3 separate regions of the Anas platyrhynchos genome follow, and all the other regions are linked to region 2. Evidence: chromatin contacts called from public Hi-C data. All regions are on one chromosome and are shown on one strand. Each heading gives the region's core, a stretch centred on a gene start, on an enhancer-like site or on the middle of the called end of the contact. The rest is flanking DNA. Distances are from core to core; before and after follow the strand shown.

What was found. Hi-C and Micro-C count contacts between places; a contact is called where the count stands out from the background.
Region 1: a Hi-C map of F5 follicle shows a contact between it and region 2, with 3 times the contacts expected there. The contact joins the promoter of FARP1 here to the enhancer-like site in region 2. A contact is called at or near these places in 2 of 8 Hi-C or Micro-C datasets (F5 follicle and small yellow follicle).
Region 3: a Hi-C map of liver shows a contact between it and region 2, with 2.2 times the contacts expected there. The contact joins two enhancer-like sites. A contact is called at or near these places in 2 of 8 Hi-C or Micro-C datasets (liver and small yellow follicle).

What each region holds. Positions count from the first base shown.
Region 1 is chr1:152,822,701-152,825,747 of IASCAAS_PekinDuck_T2T, forward strand. It overlaps FARP1 (FERM, ARH/RhoGEF and pleckstrin domain protein 1), which reads right to left and starts at 1,460. Exons shown (of 27, transcript XM_072032447.1): 1 at 1,134-1,460.
Region 2 is chr1:152,709,999-152,713,011 of IASCAAS_PekinDuck_T2T, forward strand. The region is part of intron 2 of FARP1 (FERM, ARH/RhoGEF and pleckstrin domain protein 1); the gene reads right to left. Among named protein-coding and RNA genes, the nearest start is that of FARP1, 110 kb to the right of the region's middle. Within about 2 kb of position 1,648, at least 4 of the 8 cell types and tissues checked have an H3K27ac peak or open chromatin away from gene starts, as enhancers often do. A contact at or near this core is called in F5 follicle and small yellow follicle, where this site is marked.
Region 3 is chr1:152,803,856-152,806,884 of IASCAAS_PekinDuck_T2T, forward strand. All of the region lies in intron 1 of FARP1 (FERM, ARH/RhoGEF and pleckstrin domain protein 1), which reads right to left. Among named protein-coding and RNA genes, the nearest start is that of FARP1, 19 kb to the right of the region's middle. Within about 2 kb of position 1,741, at least 1 of the 8 cell types and tissues checked has an H3K27ac peak or open chromatin away from gene starts, as enhancers often do.

The DNA of each region.
Region 1 (3,047 bases), core at 210-2,709, 110 kb after region 2:
TCTCCTCGTGTACTTGCCTCAGCCAAGACAACAGAGCGCAGGAGAAAAAAATGATTTAATTGCTCATCCTGACGACTTTGCAAAAGGCAAGCAGAGCAGTCCAGCTTTCTAACCCCTTCCCACGAGGCCGACAGCTGGCCCTGCTGCCAACAGCCCCTTCCACGGCTAGATTTGAGCTTCGGTCTGCAGGGAAAAAAACGAACCAGGCGTCTGGGCAGACTTACCAGCATCGAAACTTGCAAGAATAGCAGTGGTGCGTTAGGTACAAGCCCTCATCCTCGCTGTTTAGGGGAAAAGGAGGCTCTGGAGCCGAAGCACGGCCACCAGAGCGGTGGATTAGCGAGGCAGGAGGCCACGGGGGATCCCGGCCCATGGACTACCCGTCCCGGCGTGCACCCGCTGGCGGCCCTTGGAGCACACGTGCGGTGGGGCTAAGAGGATTCCCCGCTCTCGGAGAGCTCCAGCCCGAGCCAGACACCGCGGATCTCCAGCGGAGGGGACGGAAAATAAAGAAATGGGAATAAAAAATGGGGTCTTGATTCAGAAGCAGGTCTGGGGCTCTGCTCAGGCGGACCGAGCAAAGAGTTGTATTGCTGCTGGCTCGACGCCAGTGTCAACCGCCCCGCTGTAAATACGGGCTGCGAGCGACACAAGGAGCAAGAGTCAAAGTGGCTGGGAGAGCGCCGGGAGCAGGCACAGCACCCAGCGGGGACATCGTCCTGCCACTGCCACCGAGGGGACCCCGCGCAGAGCCCCGCGCCGCCCGCTTCATTTATGTCACGCCAGCAACTTCAATAAAATAAAAATAACCACAAAACCACCTCGGCAGAGTTTGTGTGCTTTAAAATAAAACAGAGAAGCAGCGAAGACAAGGCCCACACCCCACCAGCTCCCACTCCGGACACGAACTCGCGACCCCCCCCCCCCACGGGGGGACCCCCCTGGGACGGGCGCGGCACCCACGGGTGCCCCCCTGGGCAGCCCGGGGGGGCGAACAAAAGCCCCCTGTGCCGCTCTAATGGGATTTAATGGGATTAAGCCGGGCTGAGCAGAGCCCTCGGGGCGCTGTCAGCGGCCGGGGAAGGGGCGGCGGGGCCGGGGGCGCCGCTCCCGGTGCCATTGTTCGCCCTTACCGTGTGCGGGGCGGGGGCTGCCGGGGCTCCTCGCTGAGGCTGCTGCGGGGGCAGTGGCGCTCGGCTCGCCGGAGGTCCGAGCCATTAAAAGCTCCGCGGGGAGGAGAAGGAGGAGAAGGCGGCGGGAGGAGGAGGAGGAGGAGGAGAAGGAGGAGAAGGAGGGCAGCGGGGGGCTCGCAGGAGCAGGGGCGCCATGTCCGGCTGTGCAGGGGGAGCCCGGCTCTGCCGCCCGCCGGGGAGCGCAGCTGAAAGGGGGCGAGGCGGCGGGGGGCAGCCCCTGCTGCCGCCTGCAGCCCGGGGGGAGAGGGAAGGGGAAGGGAAGGGAAGGGAAGGGCGGCCGCGCCTCCCCTAAGCCTGCCTCCGCCCGGAGGGGGAGCCGCCGGCGGCAGGAGGCGGCCGAGAGCCCCCTCCAGCGACCGCGGGAGGCGGCGGCGCCTCGCCATGGCCGCCCGCCCGGCCCGCCGCCGGCATGAGGGGAGCCGGGCACGGCGTGAGGGGAGCCCGGCTGGGACCCCTCGGTTCTCCCCGGCCCTGAAATTCAACAGAAATAAAGGCTGGGTGTGCCAAGGGGAACTCCGGGCGAGGGCTGGGGATGGGGACTACGCCTCTTGCAGAGCCGCTGCACATGCATTCCCTCAGAGAAGAAATAAAGCTGTGGCAAAGGAGCTCCCAAATACACCCAGGACCAACACAACCGACTGCAGACAGCGGCTCTTAAAACACCACTGTCCGTTTCTTAAAGCGTTAGGATGTGTCTCCCTTTTTGGCCTTTTCCTGCCTTTTCCACAGTATTTTTTTTCCTGAAGATGACTGGGGGGTAGTCAACACAAATGGGTGTTGCAGAGGAAACGCTTCAGGCCTTAGAAGTTCTCTCACGGACTCGGGAGGGAGCAATAAACTAATTGTGTATTTATAAAGTTACCGTCCTGAGCACCCAGCAGCTGTAGACCATTTGAGGAGCCCAACCGCTATCCCCGGATAGCATATTTTCATCGCTGCAGTAAAGACAAAAGATACGTGAACACCATAAATATTGTCTCCTCCAAGCCTTGCCCTTGCCAAATCCCCCAAAGACAGATTCCTCTGCTGTCAACAGCAATGCCTCTATGCACAAACACCTCACGACAGATACCTTGGTGTATCTGTAAAAATACGCCAGCCAACCTCATGAGATCGAGAGATCTCCGTTTCTTAGGTCAGCCCCAAAACCGCAGCAAAGTACATGGGTTATTGGCTGAAAGGCTGGAAATTGCCCTTAGCTGCCAATACATGATAAGGCAGTAATTACTGTCATATTCCCCCAGACTTTTTCCCACACAAAACACATGGTCTGTCAATAGAAGACCAAGAGGAATGGCTACCTGCAATTCTAACAAATCCATGATTAAAAACACAGGCATAATTAATAATTTTTTTTTTTCCCAAATACTTTGTCAGCAGCTTTAACCGCTCATGAAGGTGTTGTTGCAGTAAGAGCAGTACCACAAGGGTCAGCTGTAGTAATATTTAGAATTTCCTGGTGCTTTTTTATGTAGGCTTCCAAATCTCTGATGCCTCACTCACACCTAACAAAGAGTTGTTGTAATCGACATCACACGGGTGAGGTCATCTTCAGTGCCTTCCAAGTTTGAGTGACCTTGAAGCTTTTCTCCCTGCTAAACAGAAGTAGCAGGTTGCCCTGCGGCTACTGATCATTTACTGCTGAGCTCCAAAAAGCAACAGTAAAATATTAGCTTGCATGGTAAGCTTACCGAGCCATCAATGACACAAAACACTTTGGTCATTTCTCCAGAAGCCACAGACGAGCTTGTGTCTGGTTTATTTACTTGAGTCTTCTTGAGTCTTCTGGAAATATCAAGCACAATTAGTGACTGACATCTAAACAGACTTATTGACTGTTTTTCACAGTGTTTA
Region 2 (3,013 bases), core at 398-2,897:
AGGGCATTAACACAGTCTCTGAAACAGCTTTTATGGCCTCTATTTTGTTTTAACGTGCTATCCTGTTTTCTGTTACACTCTGCTTAAAAACACATGTCGGACAGGCCTAGATATTGCGATCTGGGCTCTGGGCAGAGCATTTAAAATAAATCTTTGGGCACAGCAGATTTATAAAGGAGTGACCGAGCTGCTTTTAAGGCCAGAGTACGGCGGTGCAGTGTTAGGTACCGCCCCGGTACGGATGAGCTTTATCAGGAACAACAGGCTTGGTGGGAAACAAGCATCCTCTGTTCGGGGTACGTCAAAGAGAAGTCTTTGGGGATGTGCTATCAGAAGTCAAACAGCAGGCTGGCACAATACCACTATTTTGAAGACGTTTTCAGTCCCAGGTTGAGTTCCTCCAGAAACAGAGTTTTAATTCATTTGGCCCTAAGGGGAATGCGTGTAACTGGGAAAGGTTTTGATCCTATCTAATCCGTGATTTTTTTTTTCCCCTTAGTGATAAAAACAATCCCTTAAAGATGCCACGCATCTCATTTTAATTCCGTATTTACAAACATGTTTATTCATTGTTAATATTAATGTAATTTCCAGATTCCTAGGCTGTGCGACAGTGAGACTTTTATTTACAGCACAACAACCTAATTGGATGCTACAAGTGATTATTTCGGGGATGCCACTAGAGTACAGCAATTAAGACTGTCACAGAATTGTTATCTGCCAGGGATTGTCAGAAATAAACTTCTCCGTCCTCTGATTTTTATTTTAAGGGTAAATCTAGATCAACCCCACCTAACTTTAAGTACTTAATTGAGGTGCCTAAGGGGGAAGAGTAAGTTTCTTAGGCTCCTATCTAATCAACAGTAGGGAAAAAAGGAGCTTCCAGGCTACGCATCAGTCAACCCAAAAATCTGAATCATCTGGGAGGTGGTCTCGCTTCCTCCAGTTTCATAATCAAGAGTAACTACAGCTGATACATCTGACTGAAGGACAGTTTTCCATGGAATGTATTCTTTACAGTTTTTTAGTTGAAAAAGAAAAAAAAAAAAAAAGAATGGAGAAACCTCTAAAACATAAAGAGGTTCGGGTCTAGTAAAAACGGAATTTTGGCTCCTACAAGAAGCTGAAGAGATGTTTCAGAAAGTTGCCAAGATAAAAGCAGATTTTTCCCACTCCTTCCTTAGCTGGGCGCTGAGACTTCCTCAGCAGAAAGCAAAGGGAGATGAAACTCAGCACATCCTTCATCCTTACCTATTTAGAAAGTGTGTAGGTCATCCAGGAGAACCCCAACCCTCAAGTGAAGTTCTGGGTCAGCACACACACACTCTTTGGTCATTTCCACTGAAACGCTATCTCACTGCCAACTTCAGAAATGATCTTTCTTCAGCACAATTTACTCAGAGAAGCCAGGCTACCCTATCAGACTCAGGATAAATTGCCATAGGGAAAGAATTTCGGCACACAGACAACACCACAATGGCATTGAGCTGCGATATTTCTACGATACTTGCATACTTTTGGGTGTCTTTTTCCTCGTTTCTAATCAAAATGTCTCCTAATGCTTGACAAAGAACATCACAAGACTAAACCAGAGAGAGCCATAACTCTGACTGGCACGAAGGAGCCGCTGTTATCAGCTCTTGCTTTGCTAGACTGTAAATATTTAGTAAATTGGGGGCTAAAATTACTATGCTGAACAGCTTGAGACACCTTTTCTACTCCCACATATCAAACAAGGTCTTGGCCAGAGGAATGGCATCGGCTTTGCCTCCTGGGTAATTCATTACAACCAACATATCACAACTGTAAGCAGGCTGCAACCTATTAAAGCCAGGAAAAGGTGAGTTATGATCATCATGGTCAGCAGCTTTTCCTCCACAGGGCATGCACTCCTTGAGCACAACGTAGCATGATTCCCCGGCCCTGCAACGAGGTGTTCTTTATCTCCAGTTACGTGCTGATCAGTTGAGATGCAGACGCTATTTAATAGGACTTATGTTTCCCCCCATGACCCCTCAGAGCCTCATTTGGGTTGAGGTTCACTCCCCTTTTAGCTACAATTAAGCATCCAGTTGCACTGGACTTCCTCTGCAGCAGCAGGGTACTTTCAGAGGAAAACTCAGGCCAGCCAAAACTGAGCAGACAAACTTGGCCTTCATCTCACTGCTACTTTATTTCCCCCCTGGACTGCACTATCTGTAACCTGGTAGTATGCTTACTTCTTGTTATCATTAACATTCATGAGGTATTTTGTCTACTGTGCTGCTAGGAACCAGATAAGTGCCTACACCAAAGATATTATGCATAGCTGACATCATCAGCATATTTTAAACTGTCTCCCGAAACTGAATTAATAAAATCGCTGGGCTACTAAAGACAAACATTTCCCAATAAAAAATGTAGTTCATCCCCATTAAGCTGCTCTCACCAGCAGCTAATTCAGGATATCCTGATGTTAAATCAAATACCTGAGGAAGGGCTTACATTTATTTTCGAGGGATGCTGAATAGATTTGGATGTGCATCCTTGCCAAGAGATTTATTATTAGGGTTAGCCTTACACCGAGTGATTTTAAGAGCTTGAAAGATCAAAAGATCTGCTGAGGTCACCTCTCTGACATCACATGTGGATCCAATACTCACAAATTCCACAGACCACATGCTTGCTGATGTGCAAAAAGCCATTCATCTTGAAGGCAGTGCAGACATGAACTTGCCCCATCAACCGCGCCTCTTCCCCAAAAGCATGACAGGCTCTCTTCTGCTCCCACTAATTACTCTTAAAACTCATTTTGCTCCTCACAACTACTGCCAGCAGTGACTCCAAATGTTCCTGCATACAGTTTTACTTAAGGCAGCAAGCACGTTAAAAGCAATGGCTCTCTCTTTGGGTGAACTGTGGGCTGGGGATTTGGCTCATGCAGAGAGCTCCCCAAGCTGTGCTGGTGGCCAAGAAGGGAATTCAATTCACCTCTCTTACTCCATTGCCACTTGAGGGAGCCTTTCCCATGACC
Region 3 (3,029 bases), core at 491-2,990, 94 kb after region 2:
TTGCAGAACTCATTGTCACAGCATGTTGTGAAGGCAGAAATTTAAAACAGATTAGTGCGTGATTGATGAATTTAGAAAGGAAAGTCTGTCAAGAGCTCTTAAACAAAGGTGCAGACATGACTTTCATGCTCTGAGTCCTTGAACTGGAGCCTGCCAAAAGCTGGGAGGGATTGCTGTCTTACTAAGACTTTTCCCCCAAGCATTACTACTGGCTGCTGGTAGAGGTAGGATGCAGGGCTAAACCAGATCTCTGGCTGGAATAATTGGGGCAAAATCTTATGTTCCAGGTCCAGGAATCTTCAGCAGATTGCGCAGCCCTGGGAAACCCATTTTTTTCATGCTCATCTCCCCAGGTTGTGAGGAATCATCTATAAGCAGCACCTGCTGAAGCCACAAAACAAAGGTTTGCTTCCTTTGGATTAGCTGTGGCTAACCCAAAAACTTCACCGACATTGAACAAGAAAATTAACTAACTTCTGTTTCATGTCCTGGCACCAAAAGCCTCATTAGAGCCAAGTTACACAAGATCTCCCGTCTCCCACTTCAGTCGGCCCAGTTAAATTACGGTGCTGTGCTGGCAAATCTGAAAGCCATTTGAGAAGCTGCACAGCCTTTGAAAAGCAGTAGCAGGAGGGGATGAGGAAGATGAAGGAGGAAGAAGAAACAGTCCATTCTTCTCCTGCAGGGACTTAGAAGCTGATCAGCAAGGGAAGGCACTACAGACAGCATTAAAGCTTGTTCTGCCTTCATGTCCCCTACCACTCACGCAGCTCTCCTCCCAAGAATCTCCTAAAATGGCTGGCTGGCAAACTATGAACCTGGAAGATGACAACAGAAGGGCCTCTTTATGAGATTTATGAAGCACTAACAGATTTGTGCTGCCACTCATACGGTGAGATATAACCCCACTTGCACAGCCTTACCACCACATTACAAATACAACTGTATTTTGTGCCTAGCAGCTAACCCGACAGATTTCTCATCTGTTGTTAAAAACACACTTGAAGTGCCCTAAAGAAAGCATGTGAACTTTGGGTCTCATTCAGAAATACTCAGTGTGCATCCAGGGAGTAATAAATTCCTATTGCTCAGTATCACCCATTTTTGGCTCAAGAACGTAGAAAATACTAGGAGCCGTGGTGTGCTTTTTCTCTGGAGAGAAACTGCAAGAGCTGAAACACAGGGAAAATCCTCCCCCTGAAACACGCTGGGGATCAATCACAAAGAAACCTTCAGGAACCTTCGGTTCCTGCTGGTTCCTACCACAGGCTTACATGGGAGCAGTTGCCCACATTTTCCTCTTCCTAAGCTGAAGACAACAGTAGCCCTAACTCTTAACACAATTTGAAGTACATCCAAGCAGCCTGTTAAACACCAAACACTGAGGTGCCTCATGCTGTTGCGTGAAGAGGCCAACCCTCCCTTGTCAGAGGGCAGCTCGGTTGTCTCAGCTCAGAGATTACCCCACAAATATCAATCCAGGCACCCAGACGACTTCTCCAGTGACTCTCCTTGACTTCAAAGCAGCATCTAGTTATAGAGATAACTAGTCAAGTTATATCGCCAACTCTTCCAGAGCACCAACACATAGCTGCCGCTCTGCCTCTTGTGCTAACACTGAGTTACCACAACGCTCTGCCTCATCGACACATTTCTGCAAAACCGTAGAAGCATCTAGGACTACATCTCTAGTCTAGCTCTCAGTACCTCCTCTCTCTCTCTCTCTACATGTCCCTGAGTTATCACTAATTCTGAAACTAAGGACATTGAGGCCCTGGAGTGTGTCCAGAGCAGGGCCATGGAGCTGGTGAAGGGCCTGGAGCACAAGGCCTGTGAGGAGCGGCTGAGGGAGCTGGGGGTGTTTGGTCTGGAGAAGAGGAGGCTCAGGGGAGACCTCACTGCTCTCAGTAATTAGTGACAGGACCAGAGGGAATGGCCTCAAGTTGCTCCAGGGGAGGCTCAAGTTGGCAATGAGGAGACATTTCTGCTCAGAAAGAGCAGTCAGGCATTGGGACGGGTTGCCCAGGGAGGTGGTGGAGTCACTGTCCCTGAGGGTGTTCAAGGAAAGGTTGGACGTGGTGCTTGGGGACATGGCTTAGTGGGTGACATTGGTGGTAGAGGGATGGTTGAACCAGGTGATCTTGGAGGGCTTTCCCAACCCTAATGATTCTATAATAAAGCAAAAGCACTGCTGCTTTGTTTCTGAACAGGCAAAATGAGGCATGTCCCCACAAACATTTCACTGGTACTATGCTGGAACTTCTCAGTGCTAAAAGAGATCAGAATACGTGACTCCAGATCATTCAACAGCAGGTAATTTATTATTCCAGGGCCACTTTTAGCCAACCAGTCCAACTGGACAGAGACTGGCTATTAAATGTCGTGACCTGAACTTTCCTATCAACACCCAGAATCACGCTGTTTCAGCTACGGGATCCCCAGGCACTTCCAATCCTAAACAGATTTAGGAAAAACAGACTTCATTAGTACGGTCATCTGTTTATTCCAACCAGAAGATATTTGAAAGCCCTTACAAAATGAAGAACAGGCCAGTTTTTCCCTCGGGCCACTTAGCAGGTCAGTAGTTACCTTGTTCCATGCTCCTGTGCTTTCAACACTAACTCTTCCCCTTTTCTACTAAACATATATTCAAAATCAGCCTTAACAACTTCCTCTGCATTACAGACCTTTTGAAGTTAATGTCAAGATATATTTGTCCGTCCCGTTTTTTTTTTCAGCCCCTGAAATTCCTCTCATGTTTCCAATTTCAGCAGCTTATGATCCTGGTATTATTCAAACAAACCCTAGGAAGGAATGGAAATAATGCTGCACCAAGCTTCACGGCTCTCTGCAAGACCTCCTCACCAGCAGGAATCTCCACCATGGTCGTTCCCTTTGCCCAGACATATTCCTGACATGTTTGGTGTTACGCACCATTGCCTGGAGAGTTTTTCTGGGGGTACTGACCCTCCTGCCCTGTTTGTTTCTATATACAGCCTCTAGATTTTGCTCCTCTGAACTGCTGGAGG